Linked DNA regions of Zea mays: region 2 is linked to region 1. Evidence: chromatin contacts called from public Hi-C data. All regions are on one chromosome and are shown on one strand. The core of a region is the stretch at or near the end of the contact, and the rest is flanking DNA. Distances in the headings are between cores, read along the strand shown. Region 1 holds the start of LOC100273317. Region 2 holds the start of LOC100275584 (putative protein of unknown function (DUF668) domain family protein).

Region 1 (3,036 bases), core at 120-2,619:
AATCAAGCAATGGGATGAGTTTGTGGAGACTTTTGATGTTTCCAAAAGCTCACAGCTGCCAAAGCTACTTGTGTGGGATAGAAATGAGGAGTATGAGCTCGTAAGTACAGTATCCTCAGTAATTAATTCTATTTTCTAATACCACCATCCATATAAAGTGTTACTGGCATGTTTCTGACTAATGATGCAAAAGTTTTTCTATCAATAAAGGTATTGCTTTTATAGGTTCCTGTTTGTTGACCCTCATAATTCCCTGAGAAAGTTAATACTTGATTAAGAAAGAAACTGCTACCATCTCTCCGATAATCATCAAATAAGAATTTGTTATTTTCTGGGATTGAATTAAAATGGTTCTTGGTGAAGGTGGATGGTTCAGAGAGATTAGAAGAAGGTACTGACCAAGCATCTCAAATAAGCCAATTTCTTGAGGGATACAGAGCAGGAAGAACAACAAAGAAGAAAATTAGCGGCCCTTCTTTCATGGGTTTCCTGAATTCTCTGGTCAGCTTGACCTCGCTGTACATCCTTATATTCGTCATTGCCCTTCTGTTTGTCATGGTGTACTTTGCTGGGCAAGATGATACTCCACAGCCAAGACGAATTCATGAAGAGTGATGGAAGCTTGGGGAGCTTCTTGCACCTGAAGTGTAAAGATGGCTAATGTACCAGGAGATGTAGCTCAGAGGTTATAGATTTCAAACTTTCAACGGACGCAAGTCTTGAAGAGTGGATTTGGCTATTGATGCTGAGATTCTTCAATTTCTATTGGCCACACCAACTTCTACATCCTGCCTATTTATGTTTCTGTTTTGTGCCCTTCAATTTGTTCTTTAATTTAGAGCTTAGAAATTAGCCTCTGCCTGTGTATTTTAGAAATTGTCCATTCCAGAGTCCATTTCTGTGAAAATATATTTATTATCATACTCTGCTACTGAACGTTTGTACAATTAATACATGATGTATAGACTGTTCTGGTGCTATGGTACTCGCTAGTTGTGAAGTTGTCACCAAAAAGTAAAACAAAACAAATCATTAGTTGTTAGATAGCTAATAAGTTATTAGCTAGGTTGAACTAGCTAACAACTAATAACTATTTGAGAGATATAACTAATCATTAGTTGGTCTATTAGTTGATGTGTTATAAACCTCTCGGCTAATTTTAGACGCTAAATATTAGTTTTATAGGTTTAGAAACAAACACCTTAATAGGTTTGTTTTGTCGTTATTTCTCGTCTACATAATTATTTTTATAATTAAACTATATTTAATATTTATAATAAGCACCAAACATTAATATAACAGTGATTAGATTTTAGTTGGTGAATCTAAAGACACCCTAAAAATATTGTCCGACCCGTTTTCAGCCTACACCGCGCCCTGCTTATCCAGAAACAGACACCGCCCTTCCTATGCGAGCGGTCCACGCCGCCGAACCCTAGATCCAACGAACCATACGGCTCAAGACCTCCTCCCCTCGCGTTCACCAAACACCGCCGCACACTTCTAAAAAAGTTCCGCAGGAAACGCGGCCCGCAGCACGCCCTTTCCCCACCTCGATCTCGCGCTAGGTTTTCGCCACACCGCTCTCGTCCTCCGCGAAGATGCCGAAGAACAAGGGTAAGGGAGGCAAGAACCGGAAGCGTGGAAAGAACGAGGCTGACGACGACAAGCGCGAGCTCGTCTTCAAGGAAGACGGGCAGGAGTATGCGCAGGTGACCCGGATGCTCGGCAACGGGCGGTGCGAGGCCACCTGCGTGGACGGCACGCGTCGCCTCTGCCATATCCGGGGCAAGATGCACAAGAAGGTGTGGATCGCGGCCGGGGACATCGTCCTCGTCGGCCTCCGCGACTACCAGGACGACAAGGCCGACGTCATCCTCAAGTACATGAACGACGAGGCGCGCCTGCTCAAGGCCTACGGGGAGCTTCCCGAGACGCTCAGGCTCAACGAGGGCGTCGACGTCGATGGGCCCGAGGAGGGCGAGGAGAACGGCGACTACAACTACATCCAGTTCGAGGACGAGGACATCGACAAGATCTAAGAATTCTGTCTCTCCTTCCTTCCGGCACATTTTATTATTATTATGGGATTCCTTTTCGCCTTCCGGCTAATTTAATATTATGTGACTTGCGTTTTAGTACGCGGTGGTGGACTGGTGGTATGGTTTAGGCGGGCTGTTATGAATTCGCTCGCAATCCTGATAGGATCTGAGGTGGTTAAATAATCGCGGAACGCTGATAATCTCGTTTTAAATCTGGCGCATGCTGTTGCAAGATGTTCTATACTAGTTGTTATTCTGGATTGTGTTATATTGATTGGGGTTTGAGTTGCTAGGTATACCCAGTTTTTATTGTTCCTAATACTTTCGAAACGTAGTGAAGTTCTGACGCATTCAAAATCTAAAATCCAAACAATCATACTGCTCGATTCATTGATTTTCATACAAAAAGAGGGTTTATTTGCCCTTTTTTTAGTTATACACAGATATTGCAGGGTGCATCAAATTAGTTGGTAAAGGGCTGGTCTTTTTGAACAGCGATGGGATTCTTACTCCATAGATGCTCTCCATTTCCATGTCCATCAAATTAGTAGGTTCGGTTTCTTTAGTCCTTGTTGTTTTGCAACAAGTTAGACTGAGATGTGTAGTTCCTTGCCTACAAAAAAAAGTTTGTAATTTTCAAGCATATTTTATTTCGATGATTTTGAAACTACATGACTTCTAGATGTAACTAGTAATAGTCTAACATCTTGCATTGTGAGGGACTGTTTGTAAATGCAGTTTTGAAATACTGTAATTTTGAAATACCACAGTTTACAATTATACATAACACAAATACTACGGTTTTACTTTACCACAGTAAAACCATAGTATTGCTCAAAACCGGCCATGTAGGGCGACCAACCAAACAGGCCATCCAAGTCAACCTCCCGGCCGGATCGGCCAGGCTGCCTCCCAGCTGGTTTTGGCTGCTGGAGTTCGTTGCCTCGCCATTGTTTCACACTCTGCTCTTTATTTTTCCGCTAATTCCTCCTCC
Region 2 (3,318 bases), core at 252-2,751, 250 kb before region 1:
CTATCCGTGTCCGATTAGCTCCGTATTCGATCCACGACTATCCGTATTCGTATTCGAGAACATCCGTATTTGTATTCGTATTCGAATTCGAATCCGACTAAAAATATGAAAACAAATATGATTTTATTGATATCCGTCCATATTCGATCCGATTACACCCCCTAATGACAAGACTCGTCTTGTTGCTTACCGTCGATGGTGACTTGTGTTGTCTGTATTTGTTCTCCTTGTCCTAGTTCTCTCGTGCCCAATATTTATTTGCTCATGTTATATAAGTGGGTTATTGTTGACACAGTTGTTTTAGTTAGTACTCGAATATTTATCGCTGACTAATTAATTTTTGAACTAAAACATGCGTTTTTATCAATATTGTTGTTGCCGGTAGTGTAGTCATAGTCGTTTGTAGTTGTTACGATTATTGTTGTTGTTTTTCTATTATACCTAGTTTGGGCAACCTTTTCTTTATCAATATAATTAACAGCTCTATATGTAATTCGTTTTTTTTAAAAAAAAATAGAGCTATGTGGATGGATTGTAAACAGACCGGCGATTATATTAATAATGATGAAATATAGTAGGTGGTACGATTACAAAATTATATAATGACGAGGAGATTGTGTTTCACACCGGTCCGAAAAGACAAATGCGTCACCTAACCCCTAATCACGTCATTGATATCTAATTAATTGTATCTCTAACACGTCAACGGATATAACATTGTTTGATCCGGTATGGTGATTATAGTAGCAAGCACTCCATTCATCTACAAAAAAAATATAATAATGATATTCGTATCAATCAAATTGATTTAAGTTTAACTAAATTTATAATAAAAAAGTATTGACATTTATATCTCCAATAACTTTTTAGTATAAATACATATTTTATAATTAGTCTAATAATATTTATTTAGTATTTCTATATAGCTTTAGTGAAAATTTAAATTGTGGGATTTAAAAAAAATAAGAATTACATTTTTTTACGTAGTGAGTACAACTATACTACTTCTGAAACGATATGCCAAGAAGAAAATTAAAACGGCCATTTTAGGCCAATAATGTGATACTAATAACTTTATATCTGTTTGAAAAGCTGCCTGGTCGTCGAGGCAGCCAATCCAGGCTTTCGTCTGGCTCAAGAGTCAAGCCACCATCCAAACAATGCCCACGAGTTTTTTTCAACCAAAAAAATTAAACCAACCGGTGCAGGAACAGGAACGTGCCCCCCACTCCGTAGCTGTCACTGTCGGCAGCAAGCGGCCAGCGGGTGAGAGCTGAAAAGCGAGCTAGATTCGTCAGCAACCTGCAGGCCCGGGCCGGCCAGCCAGATCCATCCTCCTCATGCCGGCCGGCGGCGACCCAGCGCGCGCGCGGTTGGCGTTTCCAAGCGTGCGACCGCACACGCGCGCCCGTAAAAAAAAAGAAAAAGAAAAATCAGGGTCAGCGCGTGGACTCGGCCCTAGGGAAGGATTAGGAGTGATCGAAATCGAATCGGCGGCCACCCGGCACCCTGCCCGCCTGTCGACACTGTCGGGTCCGGTTGGTGCCCCAGCGAAAAGCAAAAGAAATACTACTACCGGAAGAAACTGCCTCCTCCTCTCCTCGCTTCTCTCTTTGGAGGCAGGCGCAGGCGGGCGAGTGGTCCGGTACACCTCTAGCTGCAGATCCCAGCTCGCGCGGTCCAGCAGGCCAGCACTAAGCTCCCTCCCTCCTGTCCACCTGGACAGCGCGCCCGATCGTGAATCGTCGCTTGCTCTGGAGAAAGCTTGCATTTTTTTTTCGTTTCTTCTTCTTCTTCTTCTTCTTCTTCTTTTTTTTTTTGCTTCGCATCCTTTTTTCCTGGCGCGGTTTCCTTTGTACGGGAAATTTTCGGTTGGTGCGGTTGGTTGGTCATTTTCCCGCACCTTCTCTTTGGTTCTTGCTCGAGAGCGCCATCTTTCCTGCTACCCGTTGACTCGGGCGGGCATTCCGTCGAGCACCTTCCGTGCGGTGTGGGGAGCGACGGTTCCTGGTTTCTCGGGGACGTTCCTTGATGCCGCTGTTGTGTCAGGCGCAGGATTCTAGCGGATGGAATGCCACAGCTGGTACGGTATGTGATGCTTTCGCTGTCCTGGACTCCTAGGTGCCTCTCCTTTTTTTTTTGTTGGTAAACTAGGCTGGATTGAATTTATTGGAGAATTTGGCTCATGTCGATTTCTGTTGTTCCGCAGCGCTGAAATCAAGAAGATCTGTAGCGATCGCTGGTGCGGGGTTTGAAGATGCTGCAGAAGGCGCCAGCGATCTTGGTGACACGATGAGTCTTGCACGCAAGCAGAAGGTTGTCAAGGAAACAGTGGAGATGGAGGAGGAGCAGGAGTTTGTTTGGAAATCTAACCTGCTCCCCTACAAGGATGATGATGCCTTCGTTCTTCCTGAGAGTAGCAAGGAGGAATACGCATCAACATCAGGAGACACAGCTCCGTCTGGCAAAATGGACCCCAGGATAGAAAGGTCTGGAAGCAATGGGACAAGCAAGGCAAGTGGTGGACAGAAAGTCAATTGATTTTCATTTCGCATATAATGTTTAGCTAAATTAGTGACAAGCGAACATTTTTAAGATTTTCAGCTTTAATTCACGTTACATCTGTGAGCGAATACATGCCAATTACTTAACCTATATTGCTTAATTTTAGCTTAGCCACGTGACTGAAAGCAAATGTGTGGTGTCCTGAAATCCTTACCTTTCATAGCAGGTCCCTAGACTGGGTTCCATGCTTGGGACAGCCAGCATGGCTGGATTTGGCAAGGCAGTGGAGATTCTAGACACGTTAGGCTGCTTGATGACGACCTTGAGCTCAGATGGTGGCTTTGTTTCCAGGACCAAGACCAAAGGATGCAAGATATCAATTCTTGCTTTTGAGGTTGCCAACACAATACTTAAAGGTGCTAGTATTATGCAATCTCTCTCGGAAGACACTGTCACATACTTCAAACAGGTTGTGCTTCCTTCCGAAGGTGTGCAGAATTTGGTTTCCAGTGAGATGAGTGAACTGATGCGAATTGCAGCTAACGACAAAAGGTACCCTGGAAGATTATTCTCAGTTACCATGGTGGCTTTCTTATCGTCTTTGGCCAGTGACCTTTTTGTGAACTCTGGTTAATAAATGCAGAGAAGAGCTGAAAATATTTTCCCAGGAGATTGTTAGGTTCGGGAACCGCTGTAAAGATCCCCAGTGGCATAACCTGGATCGCTACTTTGTGAAGTAAGCAGATTTCTTGATTTGGCACTGCAGCACAGAGTTATACTAATATGTTTTAGCTTTTTATAGCTCTTGTTAAT

What was found. A called contact is a pair of places that touch in the nucleus more often than the background predicts.
Region 2: a Hi-C map of bundle sheath shows a contact between it and region 1, with 2.8 times the contacts expected there. The contact joins the promoter of LOC100275584 here to the promoter of LOC100273317 in region 1. A contact is called at or near these places in 7 of 25 Hi-C or Micro-C datasets (bundle sheath, ear, leaf and 3 more).

What each region holds. Positions count from the first base shown.
Region 1 is chr10:119,910,401-119,913,436 of Zm-B73-REFERENCE-NAM-5.0, reverse strand. LOC100273317 reads left to right here and starts at 1,369. Exons shown (of 1, transcript NM_001147758.2): 1 at 1,369-2,251. The coding sequence starts at 1,602. The coding sequence ends at 2,042. LOC606478 (protein disulfide isomerase11) reads left to right here. Exons shown (of 5, transcript NM_001112333.1): 4 at 1-100; 5 at 364-980. The coding sequence ends at 615.
Region 2 is chr10:120,161,973-120,165,290 of Zm-B73-REFERENCE-NAM-5.0, reverse strand. It overlaps LOC100275584 (putative protein of unknown function (DUF668) domain family protein), which reads left to right and starts at 1,501. Exons shown (of 13, transcript NM_001149635.2): 1 at 1,501-2,088; 2 at 2,210-2,514; 3 at 2,732-3,057; 4 at 3,149-3,241. The coding sequence starts at 2,067.